2 separate regions of the Sus scrofa genome follow, and region 1 is linked to region 2. The links are chromatin contacts, called in public HiChIP or PLAC-seq maps. All regions are on one chromosome and are shown on one strand. Each heading gives the region's core, a stretch centred on a gene start, on an enhancer-like site or on the middle of the called end of the contact. The rest is flanking DNA. Distances are from core to core; before and after follow the strand shown.

The links. HiChIP or PLAC-seq counts read pairs in DNA pulled down with a chosen protein or histone mark.
Region 1: a contact with region 2 is called in an H3K27ac HiChIP or PLAC-seq map of alveolar macrophages. The contact joins two enhancer-like sites.

The regions. Positions count from the first base shown.
Region 1 is chr6:153,697,909-153,701,742 of Sscrofa11.1, reverse strand. No RefSeq gene overlaps it. Among named protein-coding and RNA genes, the nearest start is that of JUN, 13 kb to the right of the region's middle. Within about 2 kb of position 2,317, at least 9 of the 83 cell types and tissues checked have an H3K27ac peak or open chromatin away from gene starts, as enhancers often do. A contact at or near this core is called in alveolar macrophages, where this site is marked.
Region 2 is chr6:153,560,841-153,564,262 of Sscrofa11.1, reverse strand. No RefSeq gene overlaps it. Among named protein-coding and RNA genes, the nearest start is that of JUN, 120 kb to the left of the region's middle. Within about 2 kb of position 1,837, at least 76 of the 83 cell types and tissues checked have an H3K27ac peak or open chromatin away from gene starts, as enhancers often do. A contact at or near this core is called in alveolar macrophages, where this site is marked.

The sequences.
Region 1 (3,834 bases), core at 1,068-3,567, 140 kb before region 2:
CGAGTGCTGACTGTCTTTCTTGTCCTAATCCCTACCCAGGAGCTGGGGCTCAAGTACCATGTTTTGCTCTTCCAAGTCATCCTCTGGAAGACCAGAGACTTGCTCCATTTTCTTGACTGTTCTAATTTTGTAACTAATTTTGACTAATGAGTTCTGATCAGAAATGACATATGTCACTTCGGCACCAAAGCACTTAAGAGCCAGCGTGCCCTCTCCAGCTGTCTCTTCCCTGCCACAGCAACACTGGAAGCCATAGGATGAAACAGTGTCTCAAGATAGAAGGAAAAGAGATCCCTGAGTCACTGGAAGCAGCAGAGCTCCCACTAATCTGCCTTTGGGTAAGACATAGCGCAAGTAGGAAATTAACTTTTTTTCTGCAAAGCCACTGAGATTTCAGAGTTTATTGTCACCACAGCATAGATAAACCTATCCTGACTAATACATCCAATTTTATAAATGAAAAAAAAATGGAGTCTTTCAGCAATTAAGTAACTTTCCCCAATCAAAGGAGCTACTTAATGACCAAGTCTATCTGACTCATGATGGACAAGCTCAGGTGTCTCCAAGTTCTCTCTGGTATTGGCCACCATGGGCATCGTCACCCTGTTGGCTCCCTGTCATTTGCTTCCACTCAGGTTGTTCCTTCTGTCTTTCTGCGTCTTCCTTTGGCCTGCACAAACTACAATGCTGCATGCCCAAGCCTTAAGCTGTGACATTAAATCATAGAATTACATCTCATATTGTAATTCTGTCTTGGAATTTGAGTCTTGGCTGGTTGGGCTGGCCAATATTGAAAATGGCTGCTTAGCATCTGGCTTCTATTTGGTCTTTGGCTAAAATAAAAAATTCAAAATTAATTCTCATCACTGGGTTTGTAGTATTTTCTGTTTTCTTTTTTGAGCACAGTGGGGGGAAAAAAAAGTGAGATGTGGCCGTAACACGGTATCTGAATCACTCAGCTTGGTGGGTTGGAATGACTTGCTCATAAGAAAAACTCGTGTATTCAACAGATGTTATGTTGCAGGGGCTCTGGTAGATTCTGGGAATGCAAAGAGAATTTTTTAGCACAGCCCTTACCTTAAAAGAGTGCCCAACCTAATGCTCTATATAAATAAATAAGATGCAAAATAATGTGATAAGACCATAGAGAGTCAGGAGTGTATTAGACACAGCAAGGACACAAATGAGAAGGCTGTCTTTTCCACCTGGAATGGTCCTGATTCCCATGTGAATGGGTCTTAGTGCTATCGTTGGTGGAATTTTTCAGAGATTGCTGAATACTGAATGCTGTGCTAAGTGTTTTCCGTAAATCAACCCTCTACACCCACTTCCCTACCACACTTTACAACTATTACATCTCTTCCAAGGATGAGTAGACTGATGTTCAGTGAAGGAACGAGACTTGCCTAAGGTCACACATGCGGTATTTTAATTCATTCCTGTCCATCTCTAGGACATCACCATTGTCCCCAGCATGCCAATCCGATCCCTCTGGTAAGACAGATGGGTTTATTTGCACAACCTCCACTGTCTAATCCAGGGAATATCTTGAGTCAAGCCCTCTGCAGCTCCATTCATTGCAGCTTGGGCTCCTTGGAAATTCCCAGCTCATCTTCAAGGCCCCCTACCTGCTGAGCCTTATTTTTCATTCTGAAATAAGAGCTGTCTTGTAAACAGTATCTGGCACTCACTTCCTGGACTCTGGCTGGTAGGGCAAGAACATTTCCAGCGCATATGCTTCTCTATTCTGAAAAAAAAAAATGTGTTTATACTTGGTCCTCTTGAAGGCAAATGACGCCCATACTTTTGTCCCTGCTGAATTTGTTGGCTGGTTTTTCTCATCCTTCACACCCTGAGAAGCAAGGAGCACTGTGCCCTCTGGCGCCATCTACTGGCACTGTTCAGAGACTACAGAGTCTTTGAAGGAAGCCCTGCAGAGGACCTGAAGTATTGAGTAATTAACTGAATGAATCCTGCTGCTCCCTTAGCAGACTCCTTTTTTTTTATAAAGACTGGAGGGTGACCGATGAGTAAATAGAATCGATGGCAAAGACTTTATATTGCTTTAAAGAGACCAGAGTCTCACTTTTGCTATGACATTCTTTCCTCTTCAATTCTTTCTTCCTTTAAACAATACTTTCTTATTCTATAGAGATCAGGGCACAGGGCACATGGCCGCACACCTGAGCAAACAGTGGAACTGACTGATTTGCTGGCATAATGAAAAACACTGGTTTTTGAGCTCCTTACTGTGATTCCACAATATGCACCGAATCCCACTTAAGACCCACCCAGGAAGTCTTCAAGGCAACGCTGTTCCAGGTCAGTGCCTGGCAAGGCTGCCACCTCTCTGAGCCTTTGCAAAGAAACAACCCATGTTTGGAGACCCAGGCCTGTCAGATCAAAACCAGGCCTGGCCTCCAGACCTGGAAACAAGTCACAACAGCGCACCCGACTCATCCATTTTCAAAATACAGCCTGTTCTCTTTACAAAATGGAGCAGAGCCCTCTCAGACGGGCGCTGGCTGCTATATTTAATATATTAGGGAGAATCCTGACTCCTTCCAGGTTTCTGCCGGTCTGTTTTAAATCCAAATGGCTTGGCCGAGTGTGGTTTTTAGTTATTTTTTCATTTGAAATGGAATTCAAAACAGCAGGGGCATAAAGCCCAGATAGGAATGGGAAAAAGAATAAAAAGGTCCCTGGAGTTCCCCATTCACCTTCCACATTAAGGAAAAGGAATATGCATTCACTGTAAACCGACTATCTGTCAAAATACCATGCGGGGAGGGTGAGACCGCTGAGCCGTCGGAATTTTGCAATATTTCTAATGCTTTTGGTTTTCTTTAGAGGCAGTTCAATTTGCAGCCAAATTCTGCTCCTGCCTCTTTCAGCCCTGGGGTCTTAGTCATATTCCATAATAGCTGAGTCTCGGGTTTCCTTACCTGGGAACAAGCCTGCCATAGCTACTTGACAGGGAAATGGTGAAGTTGAAAGAAGGTAAGAAGAGAAGGCGTGGGCACATCGCAAGAGCTTTCTAAACAGCTAATGTCCTGATCAGTCTTTAATAGCCAGGAAGTGGAGCTTCTGCCCTAAAAATGAAGTGTGTGACTTTCTGATAAAGCCTGGGTCCTCTTTGTTCACTGTCTTCTAGCCTCTCAGACTGTTGAAGACTTGGGGTTGGGGACTACATTGGGGACATGGTGCATTAACCATGTCGCTTCTGGATCCACGTCCCCATGGCTTCCTCCTTCTCTCACCTCCACTCTCGGAGGGAATGGTACATTCTAACTATACTGGTCTTCTAGTTACTGCTACCACATGCTCTCACCCAAGACACAAATTCTCTCCCTTCCAACCCCATGTGCTGGACTCATTCTTTTGGGTCTCAGTTTCAAGATCACTTCCTTGGGGAGGCCTCCTGTAGTGAGCAGCCTCAGGCCAGCCCTAGTCCACCCCTTCACTGAGGGCTCTGGTTGTGGCTTCCCATTGATACTGCTCATATGTCTTTGTAGCACTTTACAAAAGACTGGGCTTGTTAAAGCAATTGTGATTATCTGTTTAATCATTTGTTTGGTGTCTCCTTTTCTTTCTTTCTTTCACATTTTATGGCCACACCTGTGGTATATGGAAGTTCCTGGGCTGGGGATTGAATCTCAGCCACAGCTGTGGCAATGCCAGATCCTTTCACCCACTGCACGGGGCCATGGGCAGGAACCCTGTCCATTTTGTCCATGCTGCACGGATGGGTTCTGAGTCCTATTTACCTTAGTCTCTGATGTCCCCTCTCCCCGGAACACCATCTCCCATGTTTCTGTCAAAGTCCCACCCATC
Region 2 (3,422 bases), core at 588-3,087:
AAGGGTCCTGGACTTTATGGAATCCGTAAAAGTAATAATGCCATTGTACATTATATGTGTATGTAGGTGTTTTTATGAGTGCAGGTGTGTGTGTGTGTGTCAGAGAGGGCCATCCAACTTTCTGTATAACGAGGCCATAAAGAGAAATGGTGCATCAACTTTCTTTGCCTTTGACTGGAACTCTATCTGGTCGCTGTGAGGCTTCTGGGTGTCATGTTCAGTGACATTCTCTTGGCTTCAGGGCCAAGTATCTGAATTCTCATTCCCTGTCTACATCCCACACCAGACTGGAGAGCCCCTGAGGACAGAGCTCCCATACTGTCCCCCAGTACGCAGCACAGTGCCTGGCACAAGCAGTTGCTTAGCAAATAAATTTGTTGAATGAACGACTATTTGTTGGATGAACTCTGGGTCTTTGGTTAATAATTTATGTAGAAAGCAAATAAATTAATTGCGAGTTAACCAATCTAGTTTGGTCAATAAAATCTTTCCCACTGTGCAATCAATGGGGTAGGAGGGAAGAACATAAGGGTCTTTTGAAGAGGAACAATGTTGGGATTATTGGTCTAGATCAGTGGTTTTAAAAAGAAAGCAAAGCTGTACTTTTAAAACACTTGCCACCAGGGGTTTTGATTCAGTGGATCTGAGATGGAGTGAGCTTCCCAGGTGATTCTGAGATGACCAAGTCAGTAGTACCTGGCTCTGGCAAGTACGGGTCCCTTTCTGTCCTAATTTTTCCTTTTTTGTCCCCATCTCACTCAGCTTGTGCTTGACACTTTGAGTAATGGGAGCTTACCACCTCACAAGGCAGGCTGCCCAACCCAACAGCCATACTGATAATAAGCACACCAGTACAGTGACCATATGTAGAGGTTTTTTTGTTTGTTTTTGTTTTTTTTTTTGTCTTTCTAGGGCTGCACCCATGGCATATGGAGGTTCCCAAGCTAGGGGTTGAATCTGAGCTACAGCTGCCAGCCTATGCCACTGTCACAGCAACGCCAGATCCGAGCTGCGCTGCTACCTACACCCCAGCTCACTGCAACCCAGAATCCTTAACCCACTAAGGCCAGGGATCAAACCTGTGTTCTCATGGATGCTAGTCAGATTCGTATCCACTGAGCCATGAGGGGAACTCCTTCTTTTGGATCAGAGGTACTAAGGTACAGATGCTACTGATTCTGGCGGCTAGGTATTATTTACCCCCATTTTATAGTGAAAGAAAGCCAAACTCCTGAGGTTTAGTGGTGCATTCAATGTCTCAGAGGGTGCAGGGCTGGGCCAGGATTCCAGCCACCCCTGGTGGCTGGTTAGCCCACGTGCTTCCCCCCGGGCCTGGAGCAGGTCCCGGGGTGGGGGCGGGGTGACTCCTGGGAGGAGGGGAGGGATCCCGGTCGCCACGTCGCCGGCCCTGCCTGGCTGCACACCGCGCTCCGCCCAGCCCTCGCGGGCCTCCCCATAGAAGGTAAACCCAGGCAGGATCCCATGAGAGCTGGCGGGGCCTGGCGCCCCGCTGGTTTCAGTTTCTGAAGAGCCCAGCCCTGAGCAAACACGGGCTGGGAGGAGGGTTCTGGAAGCCTTCCCAACAGATAGCAGATTAACTCGCTGCTGCCTGGGAGCCACCCACGTGGGGACGGGCTGGGTCACCAGCAAGCGGCCTCCCTGGCAGGCAGACAGTCCCTGCGGGGGGCCGGTCGCCCCTGGCTGCCCAGAGCCACCCGAAGCCGGAGAAGGCACACGCTGACCCGCCAAGACGACCTCGGTGCCAGTTCCAGTCCGGCTCTGGCCGGGACCTCCAGGCTGGGTGACAAGGCTGAGGGACGGCCCCAACCCCACCCTCCAAATAAGGACAGATCTTCCTGCTTCAGCCTGCCTCTCCAGGGCGTTCCTGTTCCAACGTGTACGCAGAACGCTTAGAATGTTTGTTTTCTTTCTGAGAAAGAGGCTGAGGGACATGGCCAAGGCCGGCGTGAACTCCAAACCCAGGGCATTCTCTGTCGGACATTTTTCGGGCCAGACAGACTCGGGTCTGAATACTAGTTCTGCCACTTCCTATCCAGGAGACCTTCGTGTAAATTTCTTCATCTCTCTGAGCCTTATTATTCTCATCTCTAAAATGGGGATAATGCTACCTATCTCTAAGATAGGTTCTGTGGAGTCGATTAGATAGATACAGATTATACATATTAAGTATTTAGTGCCCTCAATCAATGCCAATTAACATTATTATTAATTATATTGTTACTACAAATGACTAATAATGACACTTAGGATTATTATTACTAATGCAACTGGGAGCATGGGTGTAAAAAAAATGGGCTCAATTAAAATTTTTTACTGAGGGAAATAGTTTTATGAGAGGTAAATAAAGATTGGAATAACACTGGGTCGCGAGCACATGATCTCATTTAGTATTCAAACAGCTTCACAAGGCAGGTGTTATTATCCCCATTATACAGGTGAGGAAGCTGAGGCCCCTGGAAGTTAAGTAACTAGGCCATGTCACACACTGTTCATACCTGGTATCCTGGCCTCCGGAGCTCTGTGATGATATTCCCTAAGCCTTAGCTACCTCAAACTTCCCCACCTCAACAAAGGAAAACTCTGGAAATGATAAAAGTCACCTCCTTCAGGCTGCTTTCTTAATTCTCTCTCTCCTCCCCTAGTAGAACAAACGCTCCCTCTTTTGTTCTCCTGGTGCGGGTAGCATGTGACTACACACCCTTGTGGGCTGTCTCTCTTCTCCAGGGAGTGTGCTTCTCAGAGGCAGACACTGTACACTTTTTTGCATGTTGGGAAGGTCTGTACGCTGTTGTTGTTAAGTACAGACTTAGGAGCCCAACTGCCTGGGCTCAAACCCTGGCTCAAATCGTGGCTTTACTACTTGTTGGCTGTGGGCTTGAGTAAGAAACTTAAGTTCTCTCTGCCTCATGCCCCTTATCTGTAAAATGGAAATTAACACTAAAAACAGCCTCATGGGAGTTCCCTGGTGGCCTAGTGGTTAAGGATCTGGCCTTATCACTGGTTCAAGTCACTGCTGTGGCAAGGGTTTGACCCCTAGCCCAGAAAGTTTCCCATACTCTGGGCATGGCCCAAAAAAAAAAAAATGCGTCTTGTGTGGACTTGCTGTTGCATTGAATGGACATTTAGATCTAGATCAATATAGATCTAGATACCCTACTGTGAATCTCTTGAGTGATAGGTGTCCAATGAATGAAGACAAATTGCTAAAGTCCTGAATTTTCCTTGTTAACAGAAAGTGAAACGTAAAAAGACTGTCACTGAGCATGGGTCAGTGTCAAGGGACCCAAGATCTGGTTCTGAACCTGTCTCTTAATTTAATGTGTGGACTTGGACCTATCTCTTCCTCTCTCGGAAGTTATTTTTCTGCCAAAAGAGAAGTTTGGCTCCTATAGGTAGATGGA